Linked DNA regions of Danio rerio: region 2 is linked to region 1. Evidence: chromatin contacts called from public Hi-C data. All regions are on one chromosome and are shown on one strand. Each heading gives the region's core, a stretch centred on a gene start, on an enhancer-like site or on the middle of the called end of the contact. The rest is flanking DNA. Distances are from core to core; before and after follow the strand shown. Region 1 has its middle 9.6 kb from the start of snapc5. Region 2 holds the start of smad6b (SMAD family member 6b).

Region 1 (3,505 bases), core at 776-3,275:
GTCTCCATGTTTGATTTTGTTTTTATATACACAATTATGCCGTCAAACTGTTGTATAAACGCAATATCACACTCATAGCAGTGCGATATGGCTGTATATCGGCAACGCACCCCTCCCACCAGTGCCGATATACAGCCATATCGCACTGCTGCTCGTGTGATATTACTCATATATGAATTCAGAATTATTAGCCACCCTTTTAATTTTTTTTCTTTTAAATATTTCCCAAATTATGTTTAGCAGGGCAAGGAAATTTTCACAGTATGTCTGATCATATTTTTTTCCTCTGGCGAAAGTCTTACTTGTTTTATTTAAGCTAGAATAAAAGCAGTTTTTATTTTTTTTATGAACTATTTTAGGGTCCAAATTATTAGCCCCTTTATGCTATTTTTTTTCTCGATAGTCTACAATACAAACCATCATTATACAATGACTTGCCTAATTACCCTATCCTGCATAGTTAACCTAGTTAACCTATTTAAGCCTTTAAATGTCACTTTAAGCTGTGTAGAAGTGTCTTGAAAAATATCTAGTAAAATGTTATTTACTGTCATCATGGCAAAGATAAAATAAATCAGTGATTAGAAATGAGTTATTCAAAATATTATGTTTAGAAATGTGTTGAAAAATGCTCTTTTTTAAACAAAAATTGGGGGTAAAATTAACAGGGGGGCTAATAATTCAGGGGGCTATTAATTCTGACTTCAACAGTATATAATACATGCACATACAAAACTAACACGTTTTGTTACATAGATATTTAAATTTATACAGAATTTGTACAATATCTATATTTTATGTCTAAATATAAATAAACATTTTCTCAAATATATGCATGCATTTGTGTATTAATATATGCATAATAAATGTACATGGCAGGCACACTTACATTAAATCCAAACAAACTTTTATTTTGGAAGTGATTAATTGTGATTTATCTTTGCCCAGCTCTTATATTTATTTCTTAAATCATTTAAACTCATGCACGTTGTTATACAATAATCATATTATGATTTTCTATATATATAAGCACAAACTAAAACTAAACTAAACTAAAATATTTTGTATCAAAGTTTCTATGTGTGTATATTAAATATACAGTTGAAGTCAGAATTATTAGCTCCCTGTTTATTTTTTCCTCCAATATCTGTTTAACAGAGTTTATGATAACTGATTTCTTTGCCATGATGACAGTAAATCATATTTTAATATATATTTTCAAGACACTTAAAGTGGCATTTAAAAGCTTAACTAGGTTAATTAGGTTAACTAGGCAGGTTAGGGTAATTAGGTAAGTCATTGTATAACGAAGGTTTGTTTTGTAGACTATCGGAAAAAAATTGCTTAAAAGGGCTAATAATTTTGGCCCTAAATTGGTTCATAATAAATGTAAAACTGGTTTGATTTTAACCGAAATAAAACAAATTAGACTTTCTCCAGAAGACAAAAATATGATCAGACATACTGTGAAAATTTCCTTGCTCTGTTAAACATTATTTGGGAGTTATTTAAAAAAGAAAAAAAATCAAATGGGGGCTAATAATAATTCTGACTTCAACTGTATATAAAACCATAAACTTGAAATAAAAATAAATAATGTATATAATAAAAAGAATTTGTTGCACACTTTTAATAAAATGAATATAAATAAATAACTAAAAATAAGTCGAGTGATGCCACAACGCAATGCACAAAATGATTTTTTTCCCCTTATGAATATGAGACGAAGTATAATATAACTCAGCCATTTCATGACAGGCATCTTGAGATATTCAAGATATTCTCATGCTGGGTTTAACTGTGGTCTCTGGCTCGGGGGACTAATGTGCTGCATATACCAATCTGCACCCCGCGGAGCCCCAGTTGCCTTCTCCCTGTCATCACTGGGGCCCGGTTGCCGCTGCAGGCATGCATTTTCTCTGAGTGAGGCCTTTCCTCGAGCTGGTGGCTGTTTGAGGCCTCTGCACTGCACCATTTGAAGGTGCTGGAGGATTGAGGAATGCAGAGGTCCAGGGGCCCTGCTAAAGGGAAAGAGGGCAAAGGGAGTCGGATTAAGCCAGCAGGATTGACCTTTGGACAGTCAAGTCAGGAAGTTGTGACTCAATTTCTCAAAGCAACCATGATGGCTGGAAAAAGCAACGCAAGTAGAAATATATCAAATATATACATGGCAACACTGTAAAAATAATCTGTCAAAAAAAAAAAACCTGATAATGCCCTGGCAGAAAATATTGATTTATTTACATTTTTAAATATATCACATAAATTTCAATTAATCAGTAATGAATCAGCAGTCAACATTTTAAGTGTATCAAAAACGATTTTCTAAATTGTCCTGAAACAATAAAGGGTGTTGTTCAATAGTTTTGGGACAACGTTGATAGGCTGTATAGTATATATACACTCACTGGCCATTTTATTAGGTACACCTTACAAGTACCGGGCAGGTTAGAACACCCTTTTGCACTCAGAACTGCCTCAATCCTTCGTGGCACAGATTCAACAAGGTACTGGAAATATTCCCCAGAGATTTTGGTCCATATTGACATGATGACATTACACAGTTGCTACAAATTTGTCGGCTGCACATCCATGATGCAAATCTCCTTTCCACCACATCCCAAAGGTGCTCTATTGGATTGATATCTGGTGACTGTGGAGGTCATTTAAGTACAGTGAACTCATTGTCATGTTCAAGTATCCAGAAACATGGCGCATTAGGCTGCTGGAAATAGCAGAAGATTAGTACACAATAGTCATAAAGAGATGGACATGGTCAGCAACAATGCTCAGGTGGGCTGTGGCATTGACACAATGCTCAATTGGCACTAACAGGCCCAAACTGTGCCAAGAAAATGATCACCCACAACATTACACAACCACCACCAGCCTGGACCCTTAATACAAGGCAGGATAGATCCATGCTTTCATGTTGCTGGAGCCAAATTCTGACCCTATCATTCGAATATCACAGCAGAAATGGAGACTCATCAGACCAGACAATGTTTTCCAATAACCTAATGACCAATTATGATGAGCCTGTGTGAATTGTAGTCTCGGTTTCCTGTTCCGGCTCCCAATGTGGTCTTTGCTGCTGTAGCCAGGATTGCTGGTTTAAGTCCTGGCTGGACCCGTTGGCGTTTCTGTGTGGAGTTCAGAATCAGAATATTCATTTTCATTGTACAAAATACAATGAAATTTATGTTTGCCCTTCCCTGCAATACAGTGCCAATTGTCTAAAACAACAACAATATCAAACAATACATAAAAAGGTAAAAAGGCAACAATAATTATAAAAGTAGTAACAATACAATGTTTGAAGTGTGTATAAAGTACATTTTCTAGCAGCTTTCAAGTTAAAAGGTGCGTAAGATATTTATTGTCCGTTCATTATTGCAACAGCCCTGGGATATGTACTATTTTTTAGTCAGTTTGTTTTTGCGTTTATGGTCTTGTATCACCTCCCTGAAGGTAACAGTTGAAATAGATGGTGTGCTGGATGGGA
Region 2 (3,945 bases), core at 488-2,987, 150 kb after region 1:
CTGGAATTCACACCCCAATGAGAGCAGCTCACACCTCATGAGGTCATTCTATGGAATTTCCAACTTCCCATATACTGAAAATTCCTCATGTGCAGGTAACGCATTCTCTGCATCATGCAATAACAAAAACTATTTCAGAATCGGATCCACATGTTTTTGTCAGGTATCTAAATAGATTGCAGTTACAGATGCACATGTAGAAAATAAGTAAAACCGTTTATAAGTATGTTCACAAGCATGAGAAGTAAAGGTAATGCATAGTTTATTAGCGGGAGCTCTATATGTGATATATGATGCACTGTAAAAAAGGCAGGGTTCAATACAATTAATTCATGTTGTCCCAACACAAATTGATTAAGACAACTTAACACTTAGCAAATTTATGTGGATTGAACAAAAAAATTAAGTTGTCCTAATAAAATCTCAATAATTGTGTTATTTCAGCTCATTTTAATTAAGTAGTCTGAACAAGTAAAAAAATGCAATTAATTAATATTACAAATAATATATATATATATATATATATATATATATATATATATATATATATATATATATATATATATATATATATATATATATATATATAAATATATATATATATATATATATATATATATATATATATATATATATATATATATATATATATATATATATATATAAAAAATATATATATAGACAATGTGTGTATAGACAATGAATAGTCAGGAAGAAACAGATTTATTGAAAATTTAAAATTTTTAAACTAAAGTAAAATTGAATATTCTTAGAAAGCTGTTTTTTTCTACAGCAAGTTGCCATTTCATGTTGAGACTATTTTGTCCTAGTGATTTTGTTCTGAGACCATTCTGTAGACCATTTCAATGTGGTCATGCCATTGGCCCATGAACATTTTTGCTTGTTATCAAACTATTTCATGACTGCAATAAGAAGCAATTTAATCATAACTTATTGTTGAAACAGTCATAACATAAAATCATAACATTATTGATTAAAATGTGGCTCTTTTTGGATTCTCGGAAGCTAAATGAAAATTTTAAAACAAGAAACACATTGGGACCGTTGTTTTTGTTTACATCCTTCAAAATGGTCTATATTAACAGTCAATATACTGCAAAGTTTCTCTTTTCAAATTCATATTTTTTCCAGAACATTTCATTGACCATAAAATATACACATAATCGTCATGCATCCGGACCTATAGGTGTCAGTATAAAGCTGAAAACTACTTGAAATAAGATGCCACAAAATAAAAATTAAAACTTTCTGGAGGAATCTATAAAGGGGTTTTTACTATGTAGTATAACTTATTTTTTTGCTCATGCATATTACGTATTATTGTTATTTTGCATTTTTAAGAATAAAAATAAATTGCACAACACTTAACATAAAGTTATGACCGCAGTAAAGTTGCATTAACATCATCATCTTGAAAATGTTTGTTAAATAGCATCAGATTTTTACATTGGTTGTAATTTACGCGAAGTTTTTTTTTCTTTGCTTGGAATAAACAATTATCTTAGTTAGGATATATGAAGAAAAAAGAAATAGATGGATGTTATGCCTTTAAGAGTTAAGAAACTTGAAACCTTGTTTGCGCAACAATCAGTGCAGCTCAGAGCCGCCAAAGTGTCTAGACTAGCACATGATGGTAGTCAGCCAATGGCTCCATCGCTCTCCTCGGGGGCCCTGTGTGTGTGCGTATGTGTGTGTGTATGTGTGTGACAGGGGGAGAAAAAAAGGAAAAAGGGAGAGAAACGGAGAAAGAGAGAGATATCTGGGTTGCAGTTTGACCAGGTCTGAACACGGAACCAGGAGCACATTATAAGTCTACGGATTGTTCCTTTTCTGGCCCCGGCGCGCGCACAAGGATATTTTTGGATCGCAAAAAAGAGAGCGCGCTGGAATTGTGGAAAAACAACCGGAATAGTGAATTCTGCAAGGAATTGTCTGTGGATTTAATTCGCCGAGGAGCAGCTTCATTCATGTCTCCAGACCCGCTGTTGAAGAGTGGATTTGAACGTGTTTCAAAGTCCGAAAACATTTAAGAGCGCGCGACTAGAGTAGATTTTCGCCTGGGGTTTTTTGACATCACATTTATTTGATGTAGTTAAAACCCGTAGTGCATTTTAAATCTGGAAAAAAACATCATCGGACTCTTGGTCCACTTTCCAAACATGGTTCACATGTAGGCTTCTTGACAGCGTTCTTGTAAAATGAATGCGTTTCGCTATGCGGTAGTTTGACGATTTCTGTTTTTAATGCAATATAGCATTGTGCCTTCCAAACTAATGTTGTGGCTTTGCCACCGATATACGGTGCTCGGCTGTGCACGCGCTGCACGGCATTCGGCCAACATTAATGTTGCACGAGCTCAGAAATAGTTTCAAATCGCTGAGATCTGAACGTAAATAACTCATCTAGAGTTTCAAGTTGTCGTATGTTCAGGACGAAACGCTCAGGTCTTGTGCGGCGACTCTGGAGAAGCCGTTTGATTCCAGATAAAGAGGGGGGCGATGGATATGGCAAAAGCGGCGAGGGGTCTCGAGACGATCTGCTTGGCACCAACCCAGAGAAAATTCCCAAGACGGAGTTCAGACCGATGACCCCGAGCGGGTCGCCTAGCGTGGACTATGGGGAAGTGTGTACGAGGAATCCCGCTGAGAGCAGCGGCGGTGGCACCTCAGGGGGCTTTTTGGACCAAGATGGGGGTACGGTATGTACGGTGGGAAGCCCTCGGTCTGTGCAGGACAGCGATTGTAGAACAGTCACTTGCTGTTTATTCAAAGATCGGGACCATCATTCTGGATCTAGAAGTCCGGAGCCAGGCTCGTGCCAGTTTGTGCTGAGGAACATTGGCTCTTCACGGGACCCCGGTCCTCTGGAGAGCCAGGAGTCGAAACCTCGCTCCGTCATGGAGCAGGAGCTCAAGACCGCCACCTATTCACTATTAAAAAGGCTAAAGGAGAAAACCTTGGATACTTTGTTGGAAGCTGTGGAGTCAGGCGGGATGCCGAGCGACTGTGTGATGGTATCGCGGACCGAGCTGCGGTTAGGCGGCCACATGGCTCCTCCACAACTGCTTATCTGTAAGCTTTACCGGTGGTCTGACCTGCAGCACACGGCCCAGCTAAAAGCGCTCTGTGAGTGCAAGAGCTTCGGAGCTCAGGACGGTCCGGTAGTGTGCTGCAATCCATATCATTACAGCCGACTCTGTGGGCCAGGTAAGCGAAGGTCCTGTCGACGATTGTATCTAAAAGTATTTTGCTTTACACCTGCTGTTATGCCAAGGGCTTTCCTTAGGGTTCCCCTAACGGTTGCGTTGAAGCCGTGCTATTGCAGTGATTCATGTACTACAGAATGCCATTGATAAAATGAGTGCAACAGCAAAGAATTAAGAGTTGCTTGTTAGTGTGTGAAGTATTTGTCCTCAGTCAAATGACAGCTTAACGTTTCAGTTAATGAACTACATTAGGCTATAGGCTACCCAACTCCACAGCTCTGTAGTGCCGCTTTATTTTCCAACAATCAAGTTTCTCCAGGAAACTAAATAGCTTAATTGGCAGAAATAAGACAAACATTTCAACTGCATATTAAGCATGACATTTTGATGTATTTATTGCAGGTTTCTGAACTGAGGTTAGATAACATTTGGGACTTTGTCCTAGATTAAATTAGGCACTTTATTAATTATCTGCTACTCAGTGGAGTATGTATTCCTCAAATATGGCCTCAAATAGATTAATTGCTTGATGGTTAGTGCATATTTATTTGTTTTAGAGATGTTAAGGGTCTTGTCTCAAGTAAACACTGTCTGCGTGGCCTAAAAAATCTTAAATCTAACACCAAGTGACTCAAGTCTACTTTTCAAGCATTTCCAAATGTAAGTCATCAGAAATACATTTACTACTACAGTGCTCATAAAAACAATACTTTCTACAT

Evidence for each region. Hi-C and Micro-C count contacts between places; a contact is called where the count stands out from the background.
Region 2: a Hi-C map of embryo shows a contact between it and region 1, with 1.7 times the contacts expected there. The contact joins the promoter of smad6b here to the enhancer-like site in region 1. A contact is called at or near these places in 1 of 18 Hi-C or Micro-C datasets (embryo) and 1 of 4 datasets of contacts at active chromatin or transcription factors (embryo).

What each region holds. Positions count from the first base shown.
Region 1 is chr18:20,885,741-20,889,245 of GRCz12tu, forward strand. No RefSeq gene overlaps it. Among named protein-coding and RNA genes, the nearest start is that of snapc5, 9.6 kb to the left of the region's middle. Within about 2 kb of position 2,026, at least 25 of the 62 cell types and tissues checked have an H3K27ac peak or open chromatin away from gene starts, as enhancers often do.
Region 2 is chr18:21,033,531-21,037,475 of GRCz12tu, forward strand. It overlaps smad6b (SMAD family member 6b), which reads left to right and starts at 1,738. Exons shown (of 4, transcript NM_001045051.2): 1 at 1,738-3,227. The coding sequence starts at 2,444.